2 separate regions of the Triticum aestivum genome follow, and region 1 is linked to region 2. Evidence: chromatin contacts called from public Hi-C data. All regions are on one chromosome and are shown on one strand. The core of a region is the stretch at or near the end of the contact, and the rest is flanking DNA. Distances in the headings are between cores, read along the strand shown. Region 1 holds the start of LOC123093315 (probable serine/threonine-protein kinase PBL3). Region 2 holds the start of LOC123093314.

What was found. Hi-C and Micro-C count contacts between places; a contact is called where the count stands out from the background.
Region 1: a contact with region 2 is called in a Hi-C map of leaf, with 4 times the contacts expected there. The contact joins the promoter of LOC123093315 here to the promoter of LOC123093314 in region 2. A contact is called at or near these places in 2 of 5 Hi-C or Micro-C datasets (both in leaf).

Annotation. Positions count from the first base shown.
Region 1 is chr4B:569,830,710-569,837,554 of IWGSC CS RefSeq v2.1, forward strand. LOC123093315 (probable serine/threonine-protein kinase PBL3) reads right to left here and starts at 5,071. Exons shown (of 6, transcript XM_044515241.1): 1 at 4,362-5,071; 2 at 2,573-2,925; 3 at 2,353-2,488; 4 at 2,108-2,244; 5 at 1,898-2,021; 6 at 714-1,367. The coding sequence starts at 4,422. The coding sequence ends at 913. LOC123093316 (3-dehydroquinate synthase homolog) reads left to right here. Exons shown (of 10, transcript XM_044515243.1): 10 at 140-430. The coding sequence ends at 264.
Region 2 is chr4B:569,339,510-569,345,879 of IWGSC CS RefSeq v2.1, forward strand. LOC123093314 reads right to left here and starts at 1,524. Exons shown (of 3, transcript XM_044515240.1): 1 at 1,280-1,524; 2 at 846-1,130. The coding sequence starts at 1,303.

The DNA.
Region 1 (6,845 bases), core at 3,821-6,320, 490 kb after region 2:
CTTTAAAACCATCGTGGGGGTATCGTACTGATACTCCCCTAGATTTAGTTAAGGTTCAGAACTTCAGATAAGGATTCAAGGTTTATCATTGGTCTATCTTGACCAAATTATTCCTGAGCTGTATGATTGTCTGATGTAGGATCTGGTGGAAGGACTGCTATTCCTGTGACTTCACTGAAAGTTGGCGACGAAGTTTTGGTGAGGAAGCAGGGCGGCGCCCGTCACACTGGAATAGAGATTCAGGAGTTTATTGTCGAGAAATGAGACACACTGTATCATTTACCCGCCTTAGCAGGCTGGCATGCTTATCGCTGCTGTTTTTGTTCTCCACAACAAATTTGTGCAAGTTCATCAAATCATCACTAAACCCAAGAGACATACATCTAGTACATATACATTCCTGAAATTCAAGGCTCATTTTTCCATTTTATCTTGTTCAGTTGCATAATGTTGCAAGAGGGGAGTCCTTTCCTGTATGTTACATATATTAATCCCTATCTGGACAAAGGAATTGCAATTGCCTGAGGAATATGCAGCTGTGACAAAAAACATCAAGACCCTATCTGATAACATGCCAGTTTCTTATCGAGCACAATTGGGCGACGAATTTGGTAACCAATGAAGCCTGGACATGCTCCCAGTCCACAGTTTCTGTCATGTCAACAAGGGATCATCCAGTATCATGTCTGCAGAAGATAAACCCGGCACCGCGATGAGAATGGACCAGAACAGAACCCAGTGAGGCACACCTCACAGATTTGGTGAAAAACAATTCATCAGAGTGCCGTAGTCATATTCCGTGCCAAACCCTACAAATGAGCAAGAAGCATCACTAGAAACAACTATTACACAGCTCACCACCAAATGTACAGCCGTACGGATACATCTCTCTCCCCCTTCTAAGGTGTGCTTCTAGTGCACTTGCGCGGTCCTAAATGCCGGTGACGGCGGCGCCATCGCTCCAAGAGAGCGCCGCGGCGAGGGTTGGCCCCTCATTGGCGACTTTGGGACGGTATTGGAGGTCCTCCGGATGTCAACCTGCGGCGACATTAAATTGCTTTTAGAGTCTTGGAGCTGCTCCAGCTCTTCTAAGACCTCTGAGATCTGCGGCCGCATCTTGGCGTCGTTGCAGATGCATTGCAAGGCGAGGTTCGCGACGGCATGTGCGCCTTTCTTAGGATACTGGCCTCCCAGCTTCGTGTCCATGACACGGTACAGCCTGCGCTTGTCACGCAGGTGCGGTTTGGCCCAGTCCACTAGGTTCTGCTCTATGCCTGGCTTTGACTTGTCCAGGGCTCGTCTCCCGGTCAGCAACTCAAGCAACACCACCCCGAAGCTGTAGACGTCTGCCTTAGCAGAGAGGCGACCTGTGAATATTAAGTAACATGAGAATGGGTTTATCCAGAAATAAACAATAAATATTCGTTCATTTCTTATGCACAGTATAATTAATACATGTTCATATGTACTGTCATTTTATAAAATCCAAGAATAATATGGCCGGTGTCGAATTTAATAGGAATAAAGTGGAGTGGACCATTTCCTACATTTAATATTTGTTTGACTTGACATATATAACAATGAAATTGCTGGATCAGGAAATGTAGACAAACAGAAGGCAAGTGTAGTTGACTATCAAGGGAAATCAGGAAACAATTCCATGATGGTCTACATGATTGGAGAACACCATGATATGATTATGCTACTTTAAACTAATAGGGCTTCACCATAGGTATGGGATGATTTAGGCCAGAAAATATTTCAACTTAGGTTTAGCTAATACAGAGGGAAGACCCAACATCAACATCCATTTGTCAGAACTGATGTCACATGACACATAAAGAAGGGAGACATGGCCCCATTTTTGTAAATACAAACACAAAGATAATCTTCTAACCTGTTGCGATATACTCTGGAGCAGCATATCCATGGGTGCCCATCACTTGTGTGGAAACATGAGTTTTATCCCCAGTTGGACCAGCTTTCGCTAATCCAAAATCTGAAAGCTTCGCGTTGAATTCCTGCATTGAATCAAGAGTAACAAGTTAAGTTAAAAGACCCCAAAGGTTGGCTTGTAATCAGAGTCAACATTATATTTCAACCGTACCGAGTCAAGAAGAATGTTTGATGCCTTGAAATCACGATATATAACTTGGTTTTCAGCATGATGTAAAAATGACAAACCCTTAGCAGCCCCGATAGCAACCTTAAGCCTTATTCCCCATGACAAAGGATCAGCACCTCCTAAAAGAATACAAACATTATTGGTTACTTGATAGTTGACACATGAATATTAAAGACGTCAGAAATAAATGATTTAGCAATAAAACCCATATGGATTAAAGAACATACTTCTGAACAGATGATTCTCCAAACTTCCCTTGGGCATGAACTCATACACCAGAAGTCTGTTATCACCATCAGAGCAATAACCAATGAGCTTAACAAGATTGGCATGGTGAAGTTGGCCAAGGTAGTTAACCTCCGTCTGAGCAGGAAAATCAACCATCAGGAAACATGAAAAATAGCCAGAGGAAAGTAGAAAATTATTGGTAAGGAGTCTTGAACCTACCAGCCATTCCTTGTGCCCTTGGAAACCTTCTGGTTTAAGCTTCTTGACAGCAACAACCATACCGCTTCCCGGTTTCGAAGGAGCAAGAGTGTGTTCATCAATCCAACCTTTGAAAACATGCCCAAACCCTCCTTCCCCAAGAAGACTGTCCGGGCGGAAATTCTTGGTCGCATTTTTAAGATCATTGAACAAGAAGGCCTTCAAGTTCGACGATGACAAGATTTCACCTTCTGTCCGGGGAGGCTCACTGCGATCTCTTATAGATGGCAGAGTAAACGTTGAACGAGTTGAGTTGGTCTTGCTCGCAGAAGTAGCAGATGACATGCTTGTTTTGCTGGTCACTTTCGATGGATCTGATGGCCCAACAAGAAACAAAGGAAATGTGTGTAAGAACAAATTGGCAACAATAACATCTTCAGGTTTACAATGAAACTGAAGATATGAACTGAAGGAGCTCTCTGCTATCTGAAATTCCGAATTAAATAAGTTCCGTTTTATTTACTCTCGGGTAATTTGAAGTATACGAGACCTAAGAAGAAATTAATGTTCTTATCCATGCAGCATGGCATGTTCTGAAATAAGAAAGGGGGACAAAAATAGGAGGAAATTGACTATTTATTATTAAGTTCGTCGGAATTTGATTATAACTACAAAGTTCATTTTTTCTTGACAAAACGTTAACCAGGGACTGGAGCGTAAGAGATGATTAGTGCTAAGGGAAAATGAAAAAGATCCCACGTGTACACAGGTCGTATACATATCGATTACTACACACGGAACACATACTGATGGATCACTCCACGAGAGAGAAAAAAAATCATGGAGCAGGAAAGGAAAAAAAATGTGTTAGGATCCTTAGGTGCTAGATGTCGCGATTCTATTTTTCTGTAGGATTTGCTACGATCCTTTCTTAGGTGCAACGATTTTCATTGTGTTTTTTTATTATTGACAATGGAGAGATTAGAAACAGCGTCGAAGAATTGTGAGCGGCTAGCGCACCAGATGATGAATTCGTCGCATAGGGTTGAGGAGGCGGCCGCGCTGCCTGATGAGTTGCGACGGCTAGGTATAGATGGAGGTGTGGACCGATGTAGATAGTTATGGGCCGATCATGGAGAGATTAGAAACAGCGTCGAAGAATTGTGAGCGGCTAGCGCACCAGATGATGAATTCATCGCATAGGGTTGAGGAGGCGGCCGCGCTGCCTGATGAGTTGCGACGGCTAGGTATAGATGGAGGCGTGGATCGATGTAGATAGTTATGGGCCGATCACTATCCTTATACTTGTACATGTATACGACGTGTGTACGCGGGATCTTCTTCTTTTTCATTAGCACTAATCATCTCTCACAATCTAGTCCCTAGACATTTTTTGTCAAGAAGAAATCAACTTTGTAGTTTTAATCAAACTCCGACGAACTTAATAATAAATAGTCAATTTCCTCCAAAAATAGAGGCGAAGGTGCACCAGAGGAACGAAGTAGGTAAAAACTAGTGACTGAAATAGAAGTGTAAGATGCATAACATGGTATCCATATTTGCCCCAGATATGGTACGCCTCTCAATTCAACACAAAGCAAATCAAAGAACTGCAAATAATCAAAACAGCCAAAGCAATCGAACAAAAAAGATGCAGGTAAGTAGAAACTGACAAATACATACTACTCCCTCTGTAAAGAAATATAAGAGCGTTTATAGATCACTAAAGTTGTGATCTAAACGCTCTTATATCTCTTTACAGAGTGAGTTCAAAACATAATTAGGGGCAAGTAGTAAGAGAGGCACTCACAGGCGGCACTAGTGTTCATGCTGTGATCCACCCGGGCCGTGGACTTCATGCAGTTCCCCATCTCTTCCTCTACCTCCCAGCTGACAGGATGAATGAGCTTCCTTTCCCGAAGATCCACAGGCGAACTCTGCTCCTCTTTCCCCCGTCCCGGGTCAAGTCAGCAAAGCCAGAGAGAGCTGGCCAGCGGCAACGGGAGGGATCAGGAGGAGCAGCCGCCGAAGACAACTGAGCTGAGCAGCCAACCCTAGAGTCCCAGCCGGTTTCTGGCGAGGCTTTTGGATCCAGCTGATCTCCGCCGCCACTTGAAGGAGGGGGTGAGACTGGAGAAAAATCCGCGAGGCCGTTGGCCGGCAGCCGCAACGCTAGGAGAGAAACGAGCGAGAAGCTTCAAAAAGTCAAGCAAATCCCCTCCGCCTCCTCCTCCTCCTCCGGGCTGACCGAATGGGGGAGAGTCAGTCGGGTCAACTGGAGGCGAGGCCGGCCAGCCAAGCCGCCGCGCCGTCACCAAGAACCGCACGGGGGGCAGGGGAGGGAGGCGGACGCGGTCGCTCGGGAGGGAGATGCTCTCTCGCTCGAGCTGGGGCTGAGAGGGAGTGGGAGGGGAGGGAGGAGGAGCAACGGAAGTAGCAGCAGGTTGCTGCCGGCAGCCACCGACCGGCTGGGCTCAGGTGGGAACGGAGCTGCGAATGAGAGCGGCGGGTGGTGGGATCTTCCGCCCCTGTCTCTCTCTTCTACACGTTGGTGGCGGCAACTTTGCGTGCAGGACCTCGATATGTTTGAGTGTTCCATCTTTAGCCCCTGTGCAGAGAAGACCCGTCTGGATGTACGCTTGGATGGTGGTGGAAGTGAACTCTGAGATTGTACAGGGGGCTTTAAGCAAAAACAGAATGGTAGACCAGTCAATATGCTTTGCCATGAATTCGTTGTTGATTGCTACTTCTTCCTTAAAGCCAAAAGTATGCGATTCCAGTTGCTACACATAATTGGAAGAACCCAAGCATTAATAATTATTCTATTTATATGCAATTCCTATTGTACTCCATTTAGCCCATTAAAGCCAAAAGTATTGAATCTTTTTTCTTTATAAAACTGTTTTTTTTCAATGATAATTGTTTCAGCCCCACCGAATAAATGAAATTAGGATATTCAAATCAAATAGCAAAACCATTATTTCTATCGCTTACACCTAATCCCGAGTCGCACACGGGCCACTCAAAAGAAACCCTAGTCACGTGGCCGGTGGATCATATACCGCATCGATCTCCATTGGTTTTCCGCCTCACATATCGATTTTAATGCGATGCGCTTATTTTTTTTAATTTTTTTGCAATGTAGTCATTTGTATCATCTTTATAGTGTCAGTTCTTTTTTCTAAGTGCTCTTGCTAGTGTAATTCTTTTGCATTACCAAACTCCTAGAAGTGACTTCCCCAACGTGTACCATTTAAGCATAATCATGCACCTAGTCATTCTTTCTCTGCGCCGCCTTACCTATTTTCTTAGCTGTCGTATCTCCTCTGCTGATTGATCGCCGCCCTTCTCCTCCTCAGTTGGCTCTGTCAGTGGGAGAACGAGGGGATGCCCATATCTACCTGTGTGAGTCTTAGTTTTTCCTGTCTTGGGCTTGTGGTAAGTCTATGTCGCCCTTCGCTTCAGCCTTCCGGTGGTGGTGACTTATAGAAATATGCTCTAGAGGCAATAATAAAGTTGTTATTTTTTTTCATGTTCGCGATCAAGTTTATTTTCTATGCTAGAATTACATTGGTTCCTGAATATGGGATTTGTAGGAAAACTCAATTGCATATGTGAAATAATAAAGTCCAAACATATCCCTAGTCAGGCCTCTGGACTAGCTCATGTAGTGTTGATGGTCTTAATTTCCTGAGCATGAACATTGTTAATGTAACAAGGATGCCGATAATAATGAGAGCACATTGTTATAATAACAATGTTGTTGGATATGCCCACTTATGAAATACTGCGAGATCTTGACGTTTACTTGCGTCCTTATATCATAGACCCAGATACCGGATGGTTGATTCGGGGTCATAATATGTTATTACGTAACTTGGTAATTGTAAAGGTGATATGTCAAGACTGGAATTTGCCCCTCTGGTGATGGAGAGATAAACTCTGGGTCCACTGGGTATTACAATGTCCAACATCGCCTAACCAGGTATTGTGAGTAAAGAGTTAGCCACGGGATACCAGACTACGGAAACGAGGAAAGAGTACAAATCGGAAACAAGGATAACTAGGTATAGTGATCAAGGAGTTGATAACAAGAATGTTGTCAAAGTCTCACCTCGGGTTGTGTAACGTATCGCAAGGCAAAGATCTTCAATGATATATGGGAATCCTCATGGGTGTCCAGGTCCCGCTGATTATGGTTGAACGAAAGGTGTTCTAGACATGCCCACATATGCTCGAACCTATAGGTAGTGATAGAGCTTGACAAAGAATGTTAAAGAGGAAAAACAGAGTT
Region 2 (6,370 bases), core at 274-2,773:
GGAAAATGAGATGATTTGTCCTTGCCAATCAGCCGTGAGTTGTGACAAAGCACTAGATGCAAATGGTTGGAGACTTGGAGTGGCCGGTGCTACGGGTTGATATATCTGCCGACCTACCTATATCAGCTGAACCGACTCCACTCATTGTCGATGCAGCTGCGGGTAGACGCCATGAACATTGCATAGGGCCCATGATAATCATCTAAACTTGCTTAATCATACACTACTACCCCTGAAACAGAGGGGGCGGTTCGACTTTTCGGTGTTGTACTTGTTTTCTCCGGTTCATCGTAACAGGCTTTGCACTTGCAGCTCAGAAGAGCCATCAGATAAATGCAGAGTAACAGAATGGCTATCAGCATGTTCTACGCTGTGATACACAGTCAGGTTCACTCGTTTGTACTTTCTTTTCCTAGCACTTCTTTGAAGTACTTGCACATGAAAACAGGTGAGTAAATAGCCAGTACTTGTGGAATTTACTGTGCTGTGTTCCACCGTCCACGGTCAAATATCAGTGCGTTGGAATACGAGTTTGACCCAGCAGAACCCCATGGCTGCTGCTGTTCAACAAGCAAAGAATATTATACTGCTCCTAAGCAGCGCCGCTTATACTGAAAGTATACTAGCTACCGCAGAAAGTCCTAGTCTTTATGCTACTAGTTCCGGGTCAGATAAGAACAGCCGAATCGAAATGGAGAAAAGTTTCTTTTTCTTCCTTTTCCACAATGGAGAAAAGTTGTGGACACGGGGATCCTCTTTTGACCGTTGGGCGGCGGCGAATCCATGACTTGTCAAACTAGCAATCCGAATAGTAAGCAGAAGGGAGGGAAGGCGAGGTTGCTTACGGTGGGCGAGTGGTCGCGGCCGTGGAGCGGGCCGTGGTCTTTGGCCGGAGCGCCGAGCTTGGTGGGCTGGGGAGCCTTGGCGGGCTGCTGCTGGTGCTGCTGCTGCTTGTGGTGGGCGAGGAGGTCGTCGTCGCCGCCGAGGCTGGCGCGGGAGAGCTCCTTCTTGTTCTGCTTGCGCATCTCCCGGATCTTGGAGAAGTCCATGGAGTAGTCCGGCATGGCGCCGTTCTTCATGTCCCAGTCCCCGAACGCCGGCACCGTCATCCACGCGGTCGCCCCCTCCCCCTGCACCCACACGCACGCATCGAAATTAATCTTCTAACAAACCAGATCGCGAACAAGAAGAAGCATCCATGGATGAACAGCAGGAGGATTCGATCTCTCCGGCACGAAAGCCGGAAGGATCCGTTGGGGGGGGTGGGAATTGGGCTCACCTCCTTGTGGTTGTCCTTCTCCATGGATGATCTCTCGGAGACGCACGCACGCACCGCTGATATTTTCTTGTGCCGCTGGAGCAGTGGAGCAGATTTGGAAGCTAAGCAAGAAAAGCTAGCTAGATGGAGCACCACAGCACAGTGCGGGACTTGTCTAGCTTGGATCGGATGAGATGAGAGGGGTGGTACAAAACTACAAGGGAGATGTGTGTGGACAGTGACTGGGCAGAGGAAGGAGATCGACGGGGCTGTACTTATATAGGTTGACGGCCAGAGAAAATTCACACCCACACAGCTGGTAATCAATCAGCTGACGCCGGGCGCCCACCACGGCCAAACCTCAGGGCTTAACTAACCCCTCCACTAATCATTGCTGTCTAAACGTAATTTGGACTGCGATTAGGCGGCCGCCGGAGACGTCGTGGATGTGGTACTACTGCCCGTTGTGTCGTGCAGCACGCACGCGTGACGCGTCTGCCGTCTGAGGGAGGACACAGCTGGTGGCACGTCGACGTATTGATGGGGCGTGTGGTGCTCTGGGCCCGCCGGCCAGTGGCGCCGCCCAGGTCCAGACCCAGACGTCCGTCCACTAGCTGGGAGCTTCACACGGCTTTGGGATAAGCTTTGCCCGTCTTTCTTTCTGGCCAGGGAGCACGAAAAGGCGGCGAGAAAGGTCGGCGGCTCCGTGTGTCCAGCTCACCGGAGACGGGGAGTTCGCCTCGTCTTTGCTGGCGTGGGTTGGGCGGCAGCTTGCAAAGAATGTGTGGTGGCGTAGTACGTTCGCTCTCGCACGTCGATTAGGGTTTAATGAGCTGGCGAGTTCTGAACTGGAGGGTTTGGAAGTCCGGTTCTGAATAACAAACGATTTCAGAGTAGTCATCCGACAGTTGCGGACCGAAATTGCTTCACGGACGACGGTTTATGCACGACCTGCGAACGGCACTTCCACCCCAACAGCGAGCCTCCTTGCATGGTCGCTCTTCACGCTGCCACGTAAGAATCGTTCAGGCATCGGCTGCATGTTCATCGTTTGTATAGCAACTTCCGTTGCGGACACCTGCCACTGATTCTGCTGTGGATTATAGTAGTGTGTGCTAGAGACTTCGCGGGCAAGGGATTCGGTTGCCAAGGCGATGGAGGTTTCGATAGTTGGGAACACAAGTTGCTCCGAGCGACTCAGATGTTATTGGCGTAAAACAAAGAGCAACTGCAATGGAACGATCCATTTCATCCGTCGCCGGCCGTTTGGGTCGGCGCGGACACAAAAAACAGCCCAACGCGCCGATCTAAACGGACGCGCGTCCGATTTTTGTTTACGGGCGACTCATTTCCGGTTCATTTTTGAGCTTGATTTACGTCGGCGCGACACGCGATGGACGCGCGCACGCAGGCCTTCTTCTCATCCGGACTCGCTGGTCGGTGGCACATTGGTCTTCTCTCATCCAACATCAACCCTCGCCCACCTCCTTCGTCGCCTACGCCGTCGCCCATTTTTGTCGGTGACTCTGTCAGCTGCCGGCGTCTCCACATCCGCTCAGCAACGCCGCCCACTCCCACGTCGCCCGCCACCGCCGTCTTGTCGCCGGGGAGCCGACTGTTTCCCACCCCCGCGCCCCCACCACACAGCCGACCCGACCAAGAAGCCGCCTCGCCGCCCGGTCAGATCCTCACCGGTACACTCTCGGACGCCGGCCCACTCGTCGGACGCCGGCAGGGCAGCTAGCTGATCCGTGCGCGTCGCGACTCCCTTCGCCGGCTATCTCCTTCATCGACGCCCGCAAACTGTTCGATAGTTTGTCAAGGTATAAAATGGACTCCGTCGATGAGTTTCTTTTTCACAATTTCCTTTGCGACTCCGACGATTCGTCGTCCGATGACTACGAGGAGATATTGGTTGCCGTGTTGGTCCATCACCACCTCAACAGCCAGCGGCCGTTGTTCCGTGGCTCCATTCCGGGCCACCTTCCGGCGTTGAATCGCAACCAAGAGAGCGGGCATTTCCTTCTTTGGAAGGACTATTTTGATACAACAAACCTGTTGTTCAAACATAAAAAATTCTGACGCCGTTTCCGTATGAGTAGGCATCTTTTCAACCGTATTCGAGAGGGGGTGGTCGGCTATGATACTATTTCGAGTGCAAAGAGGATGTCGTTGGCAAGATTGATTTTTTCTCTTATCAGAAATGCACTGCCGCCATCCGAATGCTTGCATACGGAGTGCCCGGTGATCTCATTGACGAGTACGTCCGTATGAGCGAGTCTACATGCCTAGAGTCCCTGTATAAGTTCTGCAAGGTTGTTATTGTTGTGTTTGACCCTAAGTACTTGAGAGAGCCGACAGCTGAAGATACAGCCTGTTTGTTAGCGATGAATGCCAGCAGGGGCTTCCCAGGGATGCTTGGTAGCATAGACTGCATGTACTGGGAGTGGAAGAACTGCCCTTCTGCTTGGCAAGGGCAGTATAAGGGCCATGTCAGGTCTTGCATTGTCATACTAAAGGCCGTGGCATCTCAAGATCTCTGGATCTGGCACTCTTTCTTTGGCATGGCCGGATCACACAATGATATCAACGTGCTTCAGCGCTTGCCAGTGTTTGCTAGGCTTGCCGAAGGCAACAGACCACTGGTGAACTTTACTGTCAATGGCCACAACTACAACAAAGGATACTACCTGGGTGACGGTATCTATCCTCAGTGGACCACTATTGTCAAGACAATACCCAACCCTGTTGGAGAGAAGAGGAAAAGATTTTTCCAAGAGCAAGAGAGTGCTAGGAAGGATGTCGAGCATGCCTTTGGTGTTTTCAATCTCAATGGGGCATCGTTCGGTATCCTGCTAATACCCGAAACACGCAAAAATTGTGGAAGGTGATGACTGCTTGTGTGATCATGCATAATATGATCGTAGAAGGCGAGCGCCTGGAACGTCTATACAATCAAGGGTTTCAGTTTCAGGGTGAGAATGTTGTGCCTGAGCATGGAGGAGCGGCAACATTTGAACAGTTCACCCAATTTCATCAAGACATGCGTGATTGAGAAACTCACGTGCAACTGTAAAATGATTTGGTTGAGCATATGTGGGCTCATGTTGGCAACTAATAGATGTATCTTCTTTTATTAGTTTGCAAAACTATGTGAGACATTTTTATTTTTATTCGGTTTGTAATAACTATGCTATTTTATTCGGTTTAAACTATGCAAATTCATCAATGCAAAATAGGGCGGCCAGCCGGCCACGCTGGCACATATGGGTCGGCGCATTGGGCGCGCTGCCGACCTATATCTAAAACAGGGCGGGCGCCGGGCGGGCGGCCGACCCAAATAGACAAAAAGTGGACGAAATCACCGTCCGTTTGGGTCACCCCATTGGATTTTCTCTAAATGACTTGTTCACGTCCATCACGCAAAGATCATTTGCAGCAACGAAGCAAAGCAGTCTATGAACAACATGTAGGAATGATCCGTAAAGTGTTTGCACTGATCAATAAGACCGATAATGATGTTCGGCGTTGCCCCACCCATGCGGGGTGAGGCTGGGTCCGCCCTGTCAGCGTCGTTTGCACTATGTCGGGTTGTTTGGCTCGCGCAGGCGCTGGCCCGAGATTTCTGCCTGCTTGCCTAGTCAGTTGCCCTGCTGGGAAGGCTGGGTCGCGCTGCTAGTGTCCTTCGCTCAAAGATGCGACGGACCTGTTTTACGAAGAAGGTGCACCGAGTACAGGGTCGATAGATACATCAAACTTCGTAGACCAATCGACACCGAGTCTGTTGTTTTCAAGGGTACCATTCTTCTCTCTCCTATTAGGCAAACTGATGTCGGATCATTCGCCTAGCATTAATGCCGAAAGAGCATGGTGCCGCATGGTTGGTTTTGATAATCGGTGACAATCCCTATGGACTAATGGTCGTCTTGAGTTATATTTGAAGGGTTTGTTCATAAGCATTGCTTGAAGATCATTTGTTGGTTTCAAGGTTATTAGAAGAAGATTATGTGTTGACCAAGGTGTTATTCAAGGATTTATCCAAAAATTGGTCATGTGAGAATTGAGGCTATTGCAAGCATGTCTTGAAGAAGAAGATTGTGTGAACATTCATGTTTACCTTCAAGACATCACCTTTATGAAGAGAGAAGATAAGATACAAGGTTGATCAAGACTAAGTACAAAGAGTGGATTCAAGTAAAAGATGTACCGAGTGGGTCAAGTGATCTCATGGTATGGTAAGCATTGTCCATTGCACTTTGTGTACTAACCCATGATCTTTGTGAAGTTTCTTTATAGGGTTAGGTGTATTTTCATGGGCTTGCATCAAGACGAAGATCTCATATAACCCATGAAGTATGGCATCAAGTGGTGATTGTCATCGAGGTTGTGTTATGCAAGTTCAAGTGGAGCATCGTGAAGAGATCTCGTGCTTGAAGCTTGCCATCCATTGTGGTGAAAATAGACATGTGAAGATGTGCCGAAGATAGGCTCACCCATAGTGGAGTATGGGGGATAAATCTACTAGTATTCATTGATCCAACACAATTAAGAAAGGTGATCTAACTTGAGGAGGACGAGATCGCCATCACCTAGCTCAAATGGACTATGTGCAAGGCAAAGGTTTCTCATTGATATGTTTTCTACTTTACCGGTATCATAGTGTTAGTCGGGAGACCGGGTTATAGGATCGATGGTTGTATTATCAACGGGGGCTCTCAAGTGAGTAGCTTGACCGTATCGTCCGTAGAGATCTCAAACCATTACATCATTGGCATCATCTTTCTTGGTTCTTTTTTGGCTTTTCTCTATGTGAGTTTTGGAGCTTGTGGTCATCTTCAATGCAAGCTCAAGTTCATCGAACACGGATTTCGTATGCATCATCTTTTATGTTTTCAATGTTGGAGTTTATGTCGAATCTTCACTGATGGAGGTTTCACATCTCTGTATCATTGGAATATTTATGTTGCCACTTATGAAGATTTCTAGTCATGATTTGACAGCTCTTGTCGTTAGCTTTCTATCAAGCTTGAGTTCATCGACATCACAGTTCATTTGTAGAAGTTATGACAGTTTTGGTCTTACTAGCATCCATGTATTTTGGTTGGGCAGTTT